Regions from separate parts of the Mus musculus genome. Here all the other regions are linked to region 1. Evidence: chromatin contacts called from public HiChIP or PLAC-seq and Micro-C data. All regions are on one chromosome and are shown on one strand. The core of a region is the stretch at or near the end of the contact, and the rest is flanking DNA. Distances in the headings are between cores, read along the strand shown. Region 1 holds the start of Pde5a (phosphodiesterase 5A, cGMP-specific). Region 2 holds the start of Arhgap29 (Rho GTPase activating protein 29). Region 3 overlaps Sec24d (Sec24 related gene family, member D (S. cerevisiae)). Region 4 holds the start of Sec24d (Sec24 related gene family, member D (S. cerevisiae)).

The links. Hi-C and Micro-C count contacts between places; a contact is called where the count stands out from the background. HiChIP or PLAC-seq counts read pairs in DNA pulled down with a chosen protein or histone mark.
Region 2: a contact with region 1 is called in a FOXA1 HiChIP or PLAC-seq map of pancreatic cancer cells. The contact joins the promoter of Arhgap29 here to the promoter of Pde5a in region 1. A contact is called at or near these places in 3 of 39 promoter capture datasets (hippocampal neurons, pre-B cells and stem cell-derived epiblast-like cells) and 1 of 115 datasets of contacts at active chromatin or transcription factors (pancreatic cancer cells).
Region 3: a contact with region 1 is called in an HNF4G HiChIP or PLAC-seq map of pancreatic cancer cells. The contact joins the enhancer-like site here to the promoter of Pde5a in region 1. A contact is called at or near these places in 4 of 39 promoter capture datasets (embryonic stem cells, pre-B cells and stem cell-derived epiblast-like cells), 1 of 484 Hi-C or Micro-C datasets (embryonic stem cells), 3 of 115 datasets of contacts at active chromatin or transcription factors (astrocytes, forebrain and pancreatic cancer cells) and 1 of 9 other capture datasets (embryonic stem cells).
Region 4: a Micro-C map of embryonic stem cells shows a contact between it and region 1, with 3 times the contacts expected there. The contact joins the promoter of Sec24d here to the promoter of Pde5a in region 1. A contact is called at or near these places in 2 of 39 promoter capture datasets (liver and pre-B cells) and 1 of 484 Hi-C or Micro-C datasets (embryonic stem cells).

What each region holds. Positions count from the first base shown.
Region 1 is chr3:122,727,379-122,730,629 of GRCm38.p6, reverse strand. Pde5a (phosphodiesterase 5A, cGMP-specific) reads right to left here and starts at 1,472. Exons shown (of 21, transcript NM_153422.2): 1 at 1,263-1,472. The coding sequence starts at 1,384.
Region 2 is chr3:121,966,202-121,969,452 of GRCm38.p6, reverse strand. Arhgap29 (Rho GTPase activating protein 29) reads right to left here and starts at 1,647. Exons shown (of 23, transcript NM_001356524.1): 1 at 1,496-1,647.
Region 3 is chr3:123,334,006-123,337,256 of GRCm38.p6, reverse strand. Sec24d (Sec24 related gene family, member D (S. cerevisiae)) reads right to left here. Exons shown (of 23, transcript NM_027135.2): 11 at 647-771. Among named protein-coding and RNA genes, the nearest start is that of Mettl14, 50 kb to the left of the region's middle. Within about 2 kb of position 1,601, at least 75 of the 459 cell types and tissues checked have an H3K27ac peak or open chromatin away from gene starts, as enhancers often do. A contact at or near this core is called in pancreatic cancer cells, where this site is marked.
Region 4 is chr3:123,265,730-123,268,980 of GRCm38.p6, reverse strand. Sec24d (Sec24 related gene family, member D (S. cerevisiae)) reads right to left here and starts at 1,485. Exons shown (of 23, transcript NM_027135.2): 1 at 1,445-1,485.

The DNA.
Region 1 (3,251 bases), core at 223-2,722:
GCAAAGGTGGGGCGCTCGTTTGCGAACTCCTCGGATGGTGGACTCGGGAGACTCTGGGGGCCGACGGAGTTCCGTGAGTGCCCGACCGGCTCCCCTACTGCCCCCGCCGCCTCTTCGCTGCGGGTCGCCGGCTGCGGACCCCGCGTTGCGTCGCCCCCTGGCGGGCAGCGCCCGGCCGAGTGGCGGCCGCGCTCGGGCGAGTCCCCACCGGCTCGTCCACCATCCCCGCCCGGCGAGAGTCGCCCTCCCGGCTCGGGCGGCCAGCACCAGCTGCTCGACGGCCGTTGCCCCAAGGCGCCGGTGGCGGGGCTCCAGCCCCTTCTCCAAAGCAGAGCTGGTTAGTTCAGCCCAGATCGGCGCGCCGGAGGCAAGCGCGCGCGCGGGCTTCACGGCGACTCCTCGAGCTTCGGGGGACCCGCCCGCCACGCACTCCGCTCCACCCTCTCGTCCCTCCGCTCCACTCTCAAGTCTGCGCGAGCCCCGACTGCCCGTGCAGCAGTCGGATCCTAAAGGACAGGCTCCCTTCTCCACGCCCTCCGCAGCGGCCTCCCGGCGTTTGGCTCGAGACCAGGAAGAACTGGCCTCTGGGGTGCTCCGGGTCCCCGGGTCCCCGAGTCCGCCCGGGCCGCCTCCCTCCCGCCCTTTGTGTGCGCGCCGCAAAGCTCCGCGAAAATCCTCCTTGCGGCGACGCAGCCAGAAGAGGGATGACCAGAGGACTATTGGGGGACCAAAGGCGACAGTCCTCACTGGGGGCGACCCGGGCAAGCTGCGGCACCCAGGCTTCCCGGTGGCCTGGTCCAGACCCCCCCGGCTTCCCCGCCCCTCCAGGGTCAGAGCAAGCCGGGCAGGGGAGGAGCACGACCACAGGGACGCGCCCGCAGTGGTGCTTCCGGAGCCGCTGGGAAGGGGCTCTGGCTTGTTTTGGTTTTTGCTAAGCGGGTTTGGGAGGGAAACCGGGAGAGTAGAGGGGAGGGGAGAAGGCCCGGGAGAGTAATCTTGCTCCAGGGCCGGGTGTACGCTTTTGTTTTTAACTTCGTGGGCAAGTCCTTTCTAATCCGACGCCTCGCTTCTCAACTGTGCTCCCTTTAAGTAGAGGACTCCAGTCCGTACTGGGACCGAGAAGCTACTTCCGAAGCAAAGGGCCTGGGAACGGGGATTGTTTAATGTTGGATCGAGGGGAAAATTCAATGGTGGGGGAGAGAGATCAGCCTCAGGTCACGCTTCATGTCCCTGGCTGTGTCCTTTGTGGCTCCTCTTCTTACCTGGTGGCCTTTCTAATAAAGTAAGAGAAGGTAAAGTCCCGGTGATCATCCAGCCACGCTTCCACCCAGTCCGGGTCCCGCTGCTGCTGCGACCGCACGGAGTTGGGGCCCGCTCGTTCCATGGTGCTTGCCGCGCGTCTCTGCGGCTCGGAGGTGCCGGATTTCCACCTCTCTCTCTCAGAGGAGCAGGACAGTGTTCGAGACCCTCCCCTTTTGCCTTTATTCGTCCCTGCAGTGTCTCAGCGAAGCCACAGAGACGCGGGCCGGCCCCGGAGCTCGCTCAGCCCCGCCCCTCCAGGTCCCCGAGGTTCCCAGGTGGCGGGCGTCCTCCTTGGGGTCCCGCGGAAACCGGCTTTCTGCATCTGCCTCGGCGCTGACTGGCGAGCCCTCCGGAAGCCAAGTGGCCAAGGCTAGAAGGACTCCAGACCGCCGCTGGGGTGCGCTGTGGGCCGAGTCAGCTTCCCTCTATGCGCAAAGGTGACAGTGGGTGGATTTGCAATTCCCAACCAACCAACTCTAGGACAGAAAGATCACAGTGAGGACTCATCTACAGTCCAGAAGGCAAGAGGCAGGAGCTTCACTAGAAAGTGTGGGAAAAAGTTAACGTGATTGTTTTTCTTCGTTCTTAGTAGTACAGGGACAGCCCCACCTCACTTTTCTCCTTAAGCAACTCTTGGTGGAGAGGACCCAGAACCTATCTCCCTCACAGCAGCCCTCCCAGTGACTCCGGAAAGCACTCCAACCCTACAAGCTAGGGAGAGACATGAGGAAGAAACCGCTATGACAAACCTGCAGGTACGGGACACAGTGGCTTCCATCAAAACCACATCCGAGCTTAAGGCTAACATCAGTTGTAATCATTGATTCATACACCAAAGACCCTCCTTATGGAAGCGCAAGATTCGGTTAGACATAGGACATAAAAATGACAACCACCTGTCCTTGGCCTGTGAATTTTGAAGCTAAGACTACCTCTACACGATTCTGCTGACTTACGAACCCTAACACTAGCTACCCATGTACAACTGGGAACACCCAGTTAGCCTGATTTAAAATGAACTCATTTGTATTTAACTGGCATCGATACCTCAGAAATAGTATTGCCTTACATTGCTTATTGCTGTGATAAAATTCCATGACCAAAGCAACACATGATAAATTATATTAGATTTTAAAATGACAGTTCTCTCCTGATATGTTACTATGACATTAAATATGCTTAGCGAATAGGGAGTTTCCCCTTGTTGGTGAACCCCACCCCCACCCCATATCTACACATTCCTCCTACCAGGAAGTCACCTGATTTAAAACTGAACTCTGGGATAATAGCTAGAAATTGGGCCTTAACTGTTTGTGCCCGCTCCCTCCAAAGTTCATATTGACACTTCATTCTGGCTGAGTGGTTAAGAGTTCTTCCTTCGGGGGCTGGTGAGATGGCTCAGTGGGTAAGAGCACCCGACTGCTCTTCCGAAGGTCAGGAGTTCAAATCCCAGCAACCACATGGTGGCTCACAACCATCCATAACAAGATCTGACTCCCTCTTCTGGAGTGTCTGAGGACAGCTACAGTGTACTTACATATAATAAATAAATAAATATAAAAAAAAAAAAAAAAGAGTTCTTCCTTCACCCGACCCCCCCCCCAAGCTCCCAGGGACTAAACCACCAACCAAGGAGTACATATGAAGGGACCCATGGCTCCAGCCTCATATGTAGCAGAGGATGGCCTTGTCGGACATCAACGGAAGAAGAGGAGGCCCTTGGTCCTGTAGGCTAGGGCGAGTAGGCAGAAGTGGGTGGGTTGGGGAACAGCCTCATAGATGCAGGAGGAGGGGGAATGGGATAGGGGGCTTCGGGGGCAGGGGGTGACAATATTTGAAATGCAAATAAAGAAAATATCCAATAAAAAGAGTCCTTCCTTCTATTCCATAAGTTGGGGTTCAGTTCCAAAGCTGTCTTTGCTGGTTAAGTCATTTCTTCCCTCTCTTCT
Region 2 (3,251 bases), core at 398-2,897, 760 kb after region 1:
ATGTGGACTCAGAGCTCAGTGGGAAAGTGCTAAAAGGCCGGCAAGAGGCCCTCGGGCCAACCGACCAGCAGGAGAGAAAAAACCCAAAACATTCATATAGATTTCCTAAACTCTCAGATGGGGACTTTTCCAAGACTTCAGCAGTTTGTGTCAATCAAATGTCCCCTCACACAGTCCATAATGTATATGACAGAAGCAGAGAGCTAACTGGGATGTAAAACTTCCCAAAATATCTGCACTTTAGTTCTTTCTTATAGTTCAAAATTGCATGATTTCAGAAATCTGTTATTTCAGCATAATTTCTGAGTTTGTGAGAATCTATTAAAAGACACTGGGAAAAAAAGCTCACACAGGAATCAAGTGTAAAGGTCTTTAACTACACTTTTAAAAAACACTCTACAAAAACAGAACGGGAGCATGTCGGGAACAGCTTTATCCTTAACAACGTCTAAAGTAAGATATACAACACACATTTCATTCCTGTGCAGTCTGAACCCAGCAGGATAACTAAAAAAGAAAGAAAAAGGAAAAGGAAAAAGAGGGAGAAAAAGCTGCCCTGCCCCCCACGCCTCCAGAATGTCTAGCATTCCTGGCAAGGAGGGCTCGCCTCTGATCAGCCAAAACCACCCAATGCCAAAGCGCACGTTCCCTATGCCTGACTTCATGCATACAGAGGAAAGGAGAGAAACGAAAAAGGCCAGCCAACATCGATAGTGTCAGACAAAAGACTCAACTAACAAGAGATAGTCACAGAGGCCTTAACAGGTAACAATCCTGTCTCCAAAAATTTGTTTGGTGTGTTATCTCTCAAAGGTGAAAAACCGATAAGGAGAGACTGTCATCGGCCACTAGAATTCTACCTTCAAAATTCCAGGTCTTGAGCACATGCATCCATAAATGTTTTAAAATTAAAACCATCAAACCTCCAAACATATTCAAAACAAAATGAGAACACACCAAGACACTGAGAGTGTGCTCAAACAAAAATATTCTCTAAACACAAAACATAGAAGACAACAATATGCACGATGGGACTCCTAAAATACTTTGGGACTGAGCACCCCATCTGGAGCGAGAATTGCTGGCGGGGTTGGCGGGAGCACACTGCTCCAGAGCAAAAAGCACGGATTCTGGGGCAAGGGCGCATAGGATTAAGCCTTGATACTGTCAATTACTACTTTGGGCAGATTTTTCACCTCAGCTTCCCTGTTTGAGAAATGAGTTCAAGGGTCATGGAGCTGTCCTGAGAATTAAAGGAGTTACAAATTGGGAAGTTTCAGTACTCGGTAGGTAAATACGAGCTAACTGGCAGCTTTACTTAGAATACCATCTGCTCACCCCTGCAGGTCCTTAACTCACAGTCCAGTTCCTAAGCTTAGCGAGGACTAAGAGCACCGAGAACTAGCCGCACATTCGGACCCAGACTCGATAGCAACTCAGGGGAACCCCAACTCAGCAGCCTCGGTGGAAACGAGCACCACCGCCCCTCACTCACCGTGGGGCTCCATCCTGTATCCCCCGTGCCGACTTCAGATGAACGCCCACAGCCTGGCGGCGGCGGCTCGTGCCGCCTAGGGCTCAAACTTGCTGCCTCCATCCTCCATGCCGGGCCGAGCCAGCACTGCTGTGAGGCAGCTGGGGCAGAGGTGCTCCGCCCTGGCCCCACCTCTGCCCCGCCCCAGCCCACCCCCTGGGGCTCAGCCCATTGGCTCAAACTCGCAGGGGCGGGGACAGAGCGCAGAGAAGGTAGAGGAGCCCGGGGTGTGGTAGTCTGTCAGCAGCTTCTGGTCTGACAGGGTCTCCTCACAGAAGACATTGCTTAGGAAAAGTCACCTTAGAACTGGATTTGCTAATAGGCATTCTTGGGTGGTGTATTTCCTGGACCACTTTCATCTTCTGTCACCAAATCCCGAAATGATACGAGCTGAAGACGAAGGCTCCACTCAGGTAACATGCAACAAGGCCTACCTAGCCCTAATTCCAAAAGAATTAACTACATCGAAACCAGACAACCATTCAGCCCCTTATAAAGGGCAGAATTTTCCACCAAGGCCCGTGTTTGGTCAACTGCCTTTTCAAACTCACCTCAGGATATATGAAGGAATGGTTTAAAAAGCAGCAGGTCCCTCGAAATACAAGGACTCTTGAATTCAACACAGAAAGCTAAGCTAGAGAAAAACATGGGGAGGGTGCCTGTGGGAACAGTATAGAGACAGAAAAATGGCCACCTGTGGGAGGAAAAGGATCCAGGGCAGTGTGAGGGGAGGTGAAAGAACGGGCAGCAAACCCCAAGAGAGAAACAAGCAAAGAAAGAAGAGAGTAGGACCCAAGGAGACCAGAAAATAAGACAGAAATACTGTAGGCCCAACAAGTGAGGCATTGAATCAGGAGAAATTTCTGAAAAACAGACACTTAAATTTTCCAATTATTACCAGAAAAACAGCCCCCTTAGTGTAACTTGAAAGGATAAATATGGAATTGCTTGGTTACTTTAGCTCTACAGTGGATTTTTAAGATTCATACAAATATATCCCTTCTGCCCTCAAACACAAAATACCAAATTTGCGCTCCAAATATTCAGGAACCTCTCAAAACCAGACTACTTTTAATTGCATTCGGGGAAAAAAAGTAGCAAAGACTTTTAGCATGGAAACTGATGTTTGAACTTTTAAAGCAAGCTACTAAGAGGAAAGGCATCCTCAAGAATAAAGGGGGTGAGAGTACGACTACAGTTAGAAACACACATTTGGGGGGAAATGGTAAGAAGTGGCTGCTTCAAGTGGTTCTTAGCTGCTCACACCCCCATTAAGTTATTTAAAAATATGTCAATTCTCTTTTTATACATCTGCCATTCCATTTAATAAAGAAAACTGAGTTGAAGTTGGTGGCACATTTCTGTAGTCCTACAATTTAGGAGATAGAGGCAGATGGATCAAGATTCCAAAGCCAGTCTCAGCTACCCAATGAGTTCCAGGCCAGCCTAAGGCTACACAAGAGTCTATCTCACTGAGCTCCCAGCCACCACCGATCACTCCCATCCAACTAATATAAAAGAAGATTGTGTTCTGATTAAAATGGATCTGATTATGTCACTTAACAAATAAGATGAACAAGTAACTGATAGAGAGAAAGGGGCATGAGGAGCTGGGAGAGAGACAAAGAAAAGTGTAAGGACAAAGACAATTATGGAGAGGAGGGTGAGGGAAGGACAGAGACAGATAATGAAAGCTGAGAAGGAATCGGAGATAAAA
Region 3 (3,251 bases), core at 352-2,851, 610 kb before region 1:
TTTTATTTCCCCTTTCCATCCTGAAGCAGGCTACAGGCCAGCCAGCTTTTTAAAAGCAGCTCAGCAGTGAAGGGACCACAGCAGGGTGTGGCCGCCTGCTCAGCTACAGGTGAATGGGGAACCTCTGAAATGACAGAGACAGGGGCTTCCTTCACACTGCTAAGCCAGGACACACAAGCAGCAGTGTGGAGCTTGGTCGCATCACAAGAGCAGAGGGGAATTTGGCTAAAAAGATTCCATTCTCTCCTATGACAACTGCTCAGTTTTCTGGGACCCTTGGACTCCACCACTATCAGCAACTGCCAGCTTTTGTGGAACAGGCTTCCAAACTTCTCCCCTACACACACACACACACACACACACACACACACACACACACACACATACACACAGTTGGGATTCTCCTGTAATTTATAAAGTATCTTTGAGATGTTTCATTTATCTACCATTGTTTTTTTTTTCTTTCTCCTATTTTCTTTTCTTTCTATAAACATCCACTCTGACATTTTAAATACCCCCAAAGAATGGTGTAGTTTGATTTATAACTGACTATAATGTTCTCATTAGCAAACGATATTAATCAGCCAGTCTGCTCAGCTCAGTGACACGGTGTAATTCACAGGAGGCCAGCAGCAAGCATCCTTACTTGGGTAGCCGCTTCAGCGCGGTCTTCAGCTCTTCACATATGAGCTTGACGAGGCCATTCTTTATGTTACTATATGAGACATCAATCATGAAGATGAAGGCTGGTGGGCTGGGAGGTTTATTCTTCTGCAGGGAAGCAAGCACATCACAGAAGTCGATACAAGGCAAGCATACCTCATAATCAAACATAAACAAATGCTAGAAGACTATCAGATGCTTCATTCAATACCTAGGCTATAACATCTGTGGATCAAATAACTTTCTAGGAACCCCAATACCCCACCACTATAAAAAGATTTTTTTTAAAAATAGCCTGTTTATTTTCCACGTTATGACATGAACTTTCTATTATATTTAACAGAAATGGTTTGCTTTTTTATCTCCAGAGACTCTCCTCCCATGACTGCTGAAGGGAAGTCAAGTATTGAGCCAGCCCTGCATGTAGCACACTCCCTTACAGAGGGAATGCATTTGGGCCCCTGAGAAGGAATGCTACAAAGGAGTATACATTTCTTTTGGAAGCTGTAACCAAGCTCTATTAATGGGAATATCATGATTTTCAGATATATTCTCTTATGAGTTCCTTTGGATATATATATATATATATATATATATAAAAGAAACATATATATGTATGATTTGTTTCTTTTTAAGGCAAGGTCTTGCTGTGTAGCCCAGGCTGGCTTCAAACACACAGTCAATCCTCTCATCTAAGGGATTACAGGAATACAACCTGTAATAACCATGCTCAACTACAGATATGGGAATATCTATTATGATTTAACTGCATACCTTAAAAATGTACATTATAAAATACTTCCAAAACCTACTTCACATCTGTGGTAAAGAAAAATGCCCCCTTTCCCTGTGTCCTTGCAACACTCACTGTAACATCAAGCAGCTGTCAGGACAGTGCGCACTCACTATTAATCTGGCTGGTGGCCAAACAGCTCATAAGGAAACAATCCTTCAACTGGGATTTATAAAGTGTTTAGAAAAGAAAGCCACAGGCAAATATGATCAGTGACCTCCACTAGCGAGTAAAGACCCAAGACCAACAGTGTTTCCTCTGATAATAAAGCATAAAAATGTTCTAAAATTAAAACGTAGTTCAACTCCTATATAGCTAGATGGTGAGAATTATAAATGCTCTCTGATTGAGTCTTTATCTCCTATAAGGTTAGACATAATATGGTTCTAGTAAAATACTCCATTTCAAATAAGAACTCATAAGATTTAAAAAGCAATCTGAAAATGTCACTTTTCCGATCCAAAATCAGAACAGCCAAGGAATGGGAGAGCTTGGATAACTTCCAAGTCTCATCTCCTCCACTCCATGATATGGATTCCAGCAGTGAAACTGGCAACTGTTATCATTAGTTAACGCAACACCTCTTTATGGCAATCCCAATGGTGGTTTATTATTCTTGTATTCTCCTGGACACTCACTGTGAGTCATTCTTCGTAACTCTAGCCAGCTTTTCTCCTTAGGAATCCTTCAGTCACTAAGGCTTGTTTTCAGCATGCGTAAAGTTAACCTCTACTTCCTCCTAACCACATGGCCTTCCGGTTTCTATCAGTGACGGCAAACAACATGACAGACCTGACGCAGAATTTGGTGGTTAGGGTCCCCTCAGCCATTTGTTTTTCTTTTAAGAATGGTTCTTCTGGCTGCTGGGTGTGGACCCAGGAACCCTCTTCCCTCAGACCTTCTCTGCTTTCCCTTGTAGCCACCTCCATTCCCTTTGTGTCAGCCACCAACCTGCAGGAACACTTTCTGCCAGACCCTCCCCCCCCACCCCCGGCCCCCGGCCGCCATGCTGGGCTGAGACACAGGTAGGCGATTTTTCAGTATCTTTCTTGTCTTCCATTCTAGTCCTCTGAACTTAACTCTTAGACCTGCTACAGCTCCTATCCAACCTCCACTCCCTGAGAATTCTTCCTCTGGGTGCAGAACCGGGGTCTCCCAGCTCCTTTCCTACTCCCCATCTCTGCCTGTCTTCCTAGAGCATCTCCATTCCTGTGTCACATGCGGACCATCAGAAAAGTTCTCTACCAGGAACCGCACATCTGCCACGCCTGCCTAGTATCCAGAGTGAGAGACAGCAACCAATGAACCTAACAAAAGCAAGACCAGACATCTACACCAAGAAACAACTCAAACATCATAATGCCAGATGCCTGGATCCTGGCACAAAAACTCAAACATGAACAGCCAAGTTAATATGGCTCCTCTGGAAGTCAGCAACTCTACTGCAATAGACCTTGGGAAAAGGAGTCAGCTGAGGTGTACAAGAAGGCCTTCAAAGTGGCAGCTATGAACACTCTCAAGAACCTTAAAGATGATATGAATAAATGCCTTCATGGACACCAAAAAAGACAAAGAGCTGAATGAAAAATGAAAACATCTCAGGATATGAAAGTAGAATTTGAACTTGGAGGTCAAACGACCCTTTCACATGGCTCACCTAAGACCATCCTGCTTATCAGATATTTACACAGCAATTCATAACAGTAGTGAAATTACAATTATGGAGTAGCAACAAAAATAATTTTATGGTTGGGGGTTACCACAACCTGGGGAACTGTATTAAAGGGTCACAGTG
Region 4 (3,251 bases), core at 236-2,735, 540 kb before region 1:
TCTAAGAACATAGGCACCTATATTTAAGGAGCTAAAAAAAAAGCCTTTCATATGTGGGTAGTCATAAACAATCACAAATATAACAGTCCCATCTTGACTCTATTCAGAGCCCAAATGCCAATTAGCTTTACACTTTATGTTTCCATGTTTTGCTAAAACAGATATCTCCTAGAGAGGTTTTTAAAAGATACTTTTGTTTATTTGGTTGGTTGGTTTCTGCAGAGACAAGGTTTCCCTTGTAGTCCTTGCTGTCCTGAACTTACTCTGTAGACCAGGCTAGCCTCGAACTCAAAGAGATCTGCCTGCCTCTGACTCCCCAATGCTGGGATTAAAGGTGTGTGCCACCATGTCTGGCTTTCAAAAAAACATTTGTTACAAGACAGGAGGTGCTCTGAAGCCTGGCAAAAGAATTATGATTTGTTTCCTATCTGCCCATGCAAAGCTTTGTGACACAGTAAACTGAAGAGGTTCTTTGGGCCTCAGTTTTCTGTTTTAGAAAATGAAGTGTCCAAAAGCCATATTAGTTGTGAAACCCTGATTCTCTAGTTTCTTTCCAGTTTCTCCATCAAGCATTTGGGTACCTCTCCTTTCTTTCTCGTTGCTGCGGTTTAAGGTAGTGGTTTAAGGTAAAGATTAGTAATACCTTCTAAGTAAGACGTGGGATCTCTTTATTCTGGAAATGGCATGCAAATTTCAAACGTGAAGACTAACATCCATGATTTAGCTTTGTTTTCATATTAAACCTTCAGCTTCCGAGTAGCAACCATGAGTATGATGAGGTCACTGTCTTGCTAACGGAGGACAGAAAGGCAGACAAAGGTCTCTAGTTCACTGTGTTCCTGACAACACTTTCCCTCCTCCCACTGCGCCTAGAGAGACGTGGCAGTCGCTTGGCCCCGTGCAGCCCAGAGCCTTCAGAAGACCGCACCGGCGCACCCACGCAGCAGCTGCGGAAGGGGAGCGGGACAGCGATGCTCACAGCAGGGGACTGGAAGCCGCCCAGCCCTCTTCCCTGGTCCTGGGAGGAATTCGCTTCCTCACCCTTCTCTGCCACGTCAAACTTCCTCACCCAGTACACCAAGTTGCAGAAACCTGACTCAGCTGCAAGCGGCGACATGGCAGAGAGCCACTTGGCACAAACCGGCCTCGAATCCAAACCCCGAGCGCTCGGATTCTACAAAGACACCCTTCCCCTTCCACTGTCACCCGGGACAAGTTCGCGTTTCCCTCTAATGATGTCCCGGAGCTGAACACTGTAGTTGCCATTTTCCCTCGGAATATTTCCAGCCCTCTCCTCCTCCGGGAACCAGAGAGCCAAGTTGATGGGGAGTCGCGGTGCAGCCGCGTGTGGACGCTCCGCACCCTCAGCCCGAACCTGCTGTACCTGTGGCTCCCCTTCCTCCCCACCCTCCTCCCTGCGCCCTGCGCCCCGCGTCTGCCGTACCTGCTCTGCACGCTCCGCGCCCCGCGCCGCCGCCGCCGAGTCGCTCTGGGTTGCTAGTGCCACGTCAGGCGCCCGGGCGCGCGCGCGTGCTGGACCCGCTCGCTCCCGCGGCGCGCCCTGGCGGGGGCGGGGCCGCACCTCCCACTGCGGTCTCGCGCCTCTTTCCGGGTCTTTTCCTCTAAGCTTTTCCTTCGCGAGGCCCCGCCTCCTCCAATTTGTCAAAGATCCTCCGGAGCCGGTGGCAGGGGACTTGGGTGGGGTGAGGAGGGCGCGCTCTGGGTTCAACAGGTGGCACTGAATCGCTGCGCTGCGCTCGCCTTACTGGAAGCGACGCGTGTCGGGGAGTGCTCAGTGGCCAGAGGAATCTGGCGCGTGGACAGACAATTTGATGACGTCTTCCAGCACAACCACAGAAGGAAGGAAGGCCCACGACAGCCTGGTTCTGTGTGAAACGAGACGCTCAGCTGAGGTGTCCTCAAGGAAGCAAAGGGTTGCAGGACCTCCGTGGGCTTGCCCACTTAACTGGGTGTGCCCCACCCACAAACAGGAACTGGCCTGTGTCAAAGGTAGATAACTTTTAGCTCACCTTTGGACAGAAACAGTTGAGAAACACCTATTTGGCCCTAAAATCAGGACCAATAGGCCACACTCCAAAAATGTCTCACTATCAGAGAGAAAGTATGAGTTCAGTCCGCAGCCGAGCTGCGAGTTTGGGGAATCTATGAAAGTTTTATGAAATAAAAGCAGCCTAGTGATTTTGCCCTCACTGTGTGCCTCCTTCTGAGGAACCAGAAATAAAAGCTCCCTAAAGCTTGACTAATCAAAAGCTACCTGAGTAACTTTTCCTGTTGCTGTGATAAAATACTCTGGCAACCACAACTAAAAGGAGAAAATGTTTATTTTGGTCCACAGTTCAAGGGAGTAATCCATCTTGATGCGGTAGCTTGAGGCAGCTGATCACTATGCGGGCACAGTCAGGAAAGCAGAGAGCAATCAGTGCTTGTGTCTGGCTCTTTTTATGCAGTCCAGGATGCCAGTCCAGGGAATGATGTCCCACACACTGGGCGGGTCTTCTCAGCTCAATCCATCTATGCTCAATATAGATCCTCTCAGACCTGCCAGGTCTTCTTTTAGAATTATCATTATCAAGACATGTTGTTGTTGTTGTTTGAGACAGGGTTTCTCTTTGTAGCCTTTGCTGTCCTGGAACTCACTCTCTAGACCAGGCTGGCCTCAAACTCAGCAATCCACCTGCTTCTGCCTCCCAAGTGCTAGGATTAAGGACATGAGCCACCATCACCCACAGTATTAGGAATTTTGAGGCAACTGTGTCAACTGTTTATCACTAAAAAAGAAACCAATTTAAAGGGTAATAATTTGCATTGTCTCAGTCTCTAAGGTTTCAGTCCTAAGTCATCTTGCTGAACTGCTATAGGTGTCTGAAGATGCAAAGCATCGTGACAGGCAGGAGGACTGACACAGTAAAGCCGCTCATGTCACAGTAGCCAGGAAGCAAAGAGGGAGACATAGAGGGTCCCCAAGCAAGCCACAGCCCCCATTCCTGACCCTGGTGAGTGATCTAGGCCACGCAACTTTCTTCTTCTTCTTCTTCTTCTTCTTCTTCTTCTTCTTCTTCTTCTTCTTCTTCTTCTTCTTCTTCTTCTTCTTCTTCCTCCTCCTCCTCCTCCTCCTCTTCCTCTTCCTCTTCCTCTTCCTCTTCCTCTTCCTCTTCCCCCTCCTTTTCCTCCTCCACCTCCTCTTCTTCCTCCTCCACCTCCTTAGATAAGACACCATGACCAAGGCAATT